Regions from separate parts of the Mus musculus genome. Here region 2 is linked to region 1. The links are chromatin contacts, called in public promoter capture Hi-C maps. All regions are on one chromosome and are shown on one strand. Each heading gives the region's core, a stretch centred on a gene start, on an enhancer-like site or on the middle of the called end of the contact. The rest is flanking DNA. Distances are from core to core; before and after follow the strand shown. Region 1 holds the start of Arf4 (ADP-ribosylation factor 4). Region 2 holds the start of Wdfy4 (WD repeat and FYVE domain containing 4).

What was found. Promoter capture Hi-C pulls out the DNA fragments that hold promoters and counts their contacts.
Region 2: a contact with region 1 is called in a promoter capture Hi-C map of pre-B cells, with 4 times the contacts expected there. The contact joins the promoter of Wdfy4 here to the promoter of Arf4 in region 1. A contact is called at or near these places in 1 of 39 promoter capture datasets (pre-B cells) and 1 of 484 Hi-C or Micro-C datasets (B cells).

What each region holds. Positions count from the first base shown.
Region 1 is chr14:26,636,850-26,639,549 of GRCm38.p6, reverse strand. Arf4 (ADP-ribosylation factor 4) reads right to left here and starts at 1,416. Exons shown (of 6, transcript NM_007479.4): 1 at 1,064-1,416. The coding sequence starts at 1,130.
Region 2 is chr14:33,183,701-33,186,400 of GRCm38.p6, reverse strand. Wdfy4 (WD repeat and FYVE domain containing 4) reads left to right here and starts at 1,335. Exons shown (of 59, transcript NM_001146022.2): 1 at 1,335-1,533.

The DNA.
Region 1 (2,700 bases), core at 167-2,666:
GCCACGCTCTGCAGCACTACGGAAACTGAAGCGCTCCATAGGAGTGGGTGCTCAAAATAACCCTTTGCTCCTCACACTCAACAAGCGTCAACATTCAGTGTTCTCGGGGCTTTTTAAAAGGCGTCATTCAGGTCCTTGCAACTCAGCTGTGAGGTAGACTGCTGTACTAAGGAGAGGCCACTTTACAATGCCCAAGCGAAAGGCCTCCGCTGGGCAATAAAACCTGTCACAGCGAGGCAGCTTTTTAAACAAACGATTTTTTTTTTTTTTTGTAGCTCAATTGAGGTGCTTTACAACTATCCGTTTAAAAAAAAAAAAGATTTCGTCTCTAAAAGCTTTTGGATTTTATTATTATCCAGGCCAAATGGATAAGATTCGTATGAAAGAGCAAAGATAGCAAACCAAACAGGTTTAGAACTGAAAGACAGCCATGGGATAACTTTCATTTTCACAGAATAGGCTTCATAATCACGAGAAAAGAAAGTCGAATCCAGAGCAAGGCAAAGTTAAGCAAAGTGAGCTCAGAAGTCTCCGGACTTTTTTTCCGAATCTTGGGTAGCACCAAGTGTGACTTCGCCACAGTGGGCCTGGTCACTTCCTGCCCCAGGCGGCTCCTGGCCCGGGCCACATACCGATGGTTGTGTGCACAGGGCGTACACGACCAAGAAAGGGGGAGGAGGAGGAAGGCTGGAATAGGCCAGCTTCACTCTCGACCGCTGCCCACCGCCAGGGAAGTGAGGTGGAAGGAAGATTGCACCCTGAGAACGGCACCTTTAGAATGAGCTCCGCCAGTGTGAGCTAACCCTACATCTATCTCCGCTCAATCTCCCCAGGCTCTCAATTACAGCAGGAAGAGAAAGGCACGTAAAGCCAGGAGCGAGGAAATCTGGCCCAACTCTCTGGCTCAGCCTCTGTGGGAAACAAACCCCTCGCCCCTCGCCCCCATTGTTCCCCGAACGATGCTTCTTGATCGCCCTCCCCCACCGCAGCCGGAGAAGGCTGGGCGCCGGGCCACCGGCTGGCGAAGACACATGGCCTTCCCCGGCCCCGGTCCCTCACTCACCCATCAAAATGCGCATCTGCTTCTTGCCGAACAGGCGCGAGAAGAGAGAGGAGATGGTGAGGCCCATAGCGGTGGTGGCACTTGACGGTCAAAAGGAGGGGGTCTGGTGCGCCCTCGGGCCTTCACGGTTCCGGCTCACAACCGAGTGGGCGGAGGAGAAAACGCTGAAGACCTGTCTCGCTGGCTGGAGTGTCGGCGAAGCCGCGGGACAGGACGTAGCGGGACCGGGACCTGCTAGGCGTCTGGTGCGGTGGCTCCGGCGCGGCGTTAAGTGTTCGGCTGTGCCACGTCACACGGCGGCCGCGGAGACTCAGGCGGCGGCCCGCCCGCTCCAACGCGGACAGAATCGCGTCAGCGCTGCCCCACCCCCCTGCGTTGCAGGCGCCGCCCGGGCCACCGCGCCTGCGCGCAATGGGCCTGAGCCCGCTACGCCGACGTGCGAACTACCGGACGTGGAGCCCAGCGAAGACGGTTGGCACAGGCAGACGGAAGGACAGGCGGGCTCCCATGAGTCCTTGCTGCATCTCGTCCAATGGGGTTCGAGGTGAGTGGCTTCCGCCCGGATGAATAGTAGTAGTCCAAGGTTCGGGTAGGCGAGATGTGCATTGTGGGCTGAGTGGTGACGTTCTTGCTGACCTCTGGGTGACTTCTTCACGGGAGCCTCGGTGGTTTCCCACTCCCACAAATGTAATCAAATCTTGCAAGCAACCAGTAAGTTTGTCACAATGAAGGAACGAAGATGGACCCTGTTTTAATAAAAAATTTCCAGGCTGGGTAGGGACATGCGATGAGACGGATTTCATGTGAAATATCCTTAGTAGCTCGCTGCTCACAGCAAGCAGGGATAGGAGATCCAAAGACAACCCGCACAACAAAGGAAAGTCTTTACTCGCATAGACTTAATTTTATTCATTTTTTGAAAAAAACTTATAGACATCTAAAGTATCCCTCTAAGGATAAAGGGGTCTCTGATTTTTGCAGTTGGGTGAAAGTATTAGTAATTAAAGCGTGGCTGGCCTTCACAAGGGCAGCATCTGATTCTAGCTTCTCCAGAGAGAATTAAAAACAGACCTGCTGGCAGAGTAAAGGTGGAAAACTCCTAGGCATGACGCCAAGAATCATCAGAATGCTATGACGGTTTTCCATCCGCTTCCAGTACTGAGGATGGAACCCAGGATTTCAAAGCTTGCTAAGAGCGTTCTACCACTGTGGACAGTTTTCCTTTTGAGATGACAAACTGCTCTCGAATTTGTGATCCTCCTACATCACCCTCCAGAATGGCCAGGTTTCTTGGCTTGTACCACCACACCCAGTAGAGTACTAATTTTTTGAGAGGTCAACTAAAGACTGCGTTTCTGAAACAGGAACCTTGTCTGTCCTATTCATTCCTATTATTCCCAGAATAATAATGAAGAATTTACTACCGTTTTACTGGTTACAAAATACGATGTAGGGGGGAAGCAAATTATCTAAGAATGTCACCTTATAACTATTGCTAAAGTTTACCGTTAGTAGCGCCCACAATCCTACCCTTCCTAGTTAGTGTTCACCAGCTCTTAAGTATTTTCTCTAGGAAGGTACTTTTTGTTTGAGCAGTTCTCTATTTCTTAGGTTCAATGTGTGATGTCTTCTGTTCA
Region 2 (2,700 bases), core at 86-2,585, 6.5 Mb before region 1:
CCTGTGGAAGGAGTCTCTCTGCTCCCCTGGTGGGTGGCTTCTGCACTGGGCCTGAGTTGTTTGCTGAGCCCGAGTGTGAAACTTTCCCCATAGGAAAAGCTGGAGTTATGGGAATGTGCATATTGTAAAGGCACAAGGCTGCAACATCCAATCAGAGATTCCTCTCTGCTCTTATAAGTGCCTGGACCCTGCCCTTTCCCCTACTGACCCACATTGTCCTGTGGGTCATCTGGGCAGAACATCACCTGCACGAATGAAGTCACCTCATCAGGAGAACACCCCACTTTCTCCTTTGTGTGTTTCTGAGCCTCACACTCCTGCAACCCCTAACCCTTGGCTTTGTCTCCCCCAGTCCCCCCTGTGCCTGGCTTATCTACAAAGACGTTTCTGATTTTCTCTAAGCTTCTGCTCCAATCTAGTCTTCTCCATCCTGTGGAGACATTAAGAACTCTGCTGGGGTCTTAGAAAGAGCCATTCTTCCATATTGGTATTCCACACACCTGCTCCCATACCTTACCATTTAGAGAAGGGAAGGCATTTAGATTTAGTTCCTAGGGATTTGAAATTAGGACTGGGAGGCTGAGGGTTAGGACGAGGAGCCATACGGACCCCAGCCTGCTGGGCACACAGCTAGTAAGCAGCAGAGGCGGAATTCAGACATGGGCACCAGGCTGTACTTTCCCTTCTGTTCCTAGGTCCCACCTGGCTCTGCTTGATCACCAAACACACAGTCTCAGGGGAGCTTTTGTGAAACCCATGTTGTCCTGCCAGTCATTGGTGAAGCAGCTCTGTCATTGGCTCCTTGGAGGGAAGGATGGGAAGGGCAGGCATCTGCTGACTTCCCACTTCTGCTTTCTCCAGGAAATGAAGAGAAACCCAGCACAAGTGATTCATAATGAAACACTGTTGTTGATGGCTGCCATGCGAGGCCAGGTCTTGGTCTGTTCCCCTGAGCTGAGCCATTGGAGGCTGGGGATAGAAGCACTCACACCATGTGACATCCGCAGGCTTTGACCACCACCCTCCAGGTACGTCTTTCTGATCTTGGATAAGAGAGATCAGCCAGGTGGGGGCTGTTTGTTGCGGTAGACTGCCCCGCTGCTTCCTGCAAAGCCAACTGTGGAGCACATGTGTGACCATCAGTACTTAGTCTGAATGCGGGGTGGCAGAGAGGAGGGACGATTGGCAGGAAGTGAGCGGTGAAGGAGGTCCTTGTGGTCAGTGCCTCTCAGCACCCTTGTCACTTGTGAGTTTTGCTGAGCTGACCAGGCACTAGATCATTCCTTACCCTCTGACCACGGGTTAAGTCCCTTCTTTAGACTCTGCTGAGAGGTAGGAGTCTGCCACAGCTGGGGAAAACTAACTCTGGCTTGTGCCACTGTCAAGGTATAGAACGGGACACTGACTGAGACGCTCCTCTCATAGCCCTGGTGTAGCTTGTGAAGGGTGGACCACCCACCCTGGCCTTCGGGGCAGCTGGGCAGACCTGGTCTTGCCCTTAGCTGGCCCCACCCTTGCCTGCCCCAGGATCTGGTAAGTAGAAGTCTCTTAAGGTGGCATTTCTTCACCTGCGTTATCACACGCAGCCTTTGAATTCCAATGTTTCTCATTAACAGCAGCATCTGGGCCACTGAGGATTGATCCCTTTCTCCTTCAAAACCCAGCTTTCAAGAACCTAATCCTTTGTCCCAGTCTTTCCGAAGTGATGACTGGGCGTTGGGTACTGTCTTTCTAGGGAATATTTCAAGTATAATTGTCTCCATTTCTATCCACTTACGTCCAATGAACTAGTAAAGAGACAAGTTACAGATGGGGCCTGTGATGCCGGTGCGGTGACATAAAGTGGGTTGGAGGAATGTGCAGGATGGACAGGGAGGGCACACATCTGCTGAGAGGACACTGAAGGAGCCCAGCCCTGCACTGTGGTTTCTGAGAATTGCTCTTAAAAGCCTTCAGGAAGGCTTGGAGGTCAGTGTGGTACCTTGCAGTGAAGGGTGTGCTGGGGGCTGGGGACTAGCCAGAGAGTTGGGTGTGGGCTCAAGTGTGGGAAAAATTCTCCTGTCTTTACATCCTTGGTGTCTGGTCTGACCTCCTATGGGCCTAAAAGAGTTTTCTTTTTTATTAAATTTTAAAAAAACCTTATTTTATTATCTTGTGTGTATAGGTGTTTAGCCTGAATGACCCTCTGTCCCAGCTTTGGGATTATTGTTTCCTTGTTTTTATTTCTGATTCCTCCACTATCTCTAAATTGTTTAATACATGTCTGGTAGTTTGAATGGGAGTGCTTTCCTTAGGCTCATATATTTTCATACTTGGTCTCTAATTGGTGGAAATGTTTGGGAAGTGTTAGGAGGTGTGGCCTTGTTGGAAAGGGTGAGTTACTGGGGGCGGGCTTTGAGGTTTCAAAAGTCCTCTCCCTTTGTTTCTAGTGAGGGCCTCTCTCTTTGCCTCTTGGATGTGATTTTTAGACTCTCAGCTGTTCCTGCCACTGTTCCTTTGCTCTGACATCATGGATTCTAATCCTCCGAACCTGTAAGCAACAGATTAAATGCTTTCTTTTGTAACTTGTCTTGGTCATGGTGTTTTATCACAGCAACGGAAAGGTAACCCAAACTATATATGGCTTTATTTTATACTTTTTTGAACTTAGCCTGAAGTTAGGCGCGCGCGCGCGCGCACACACACACACACACACACACA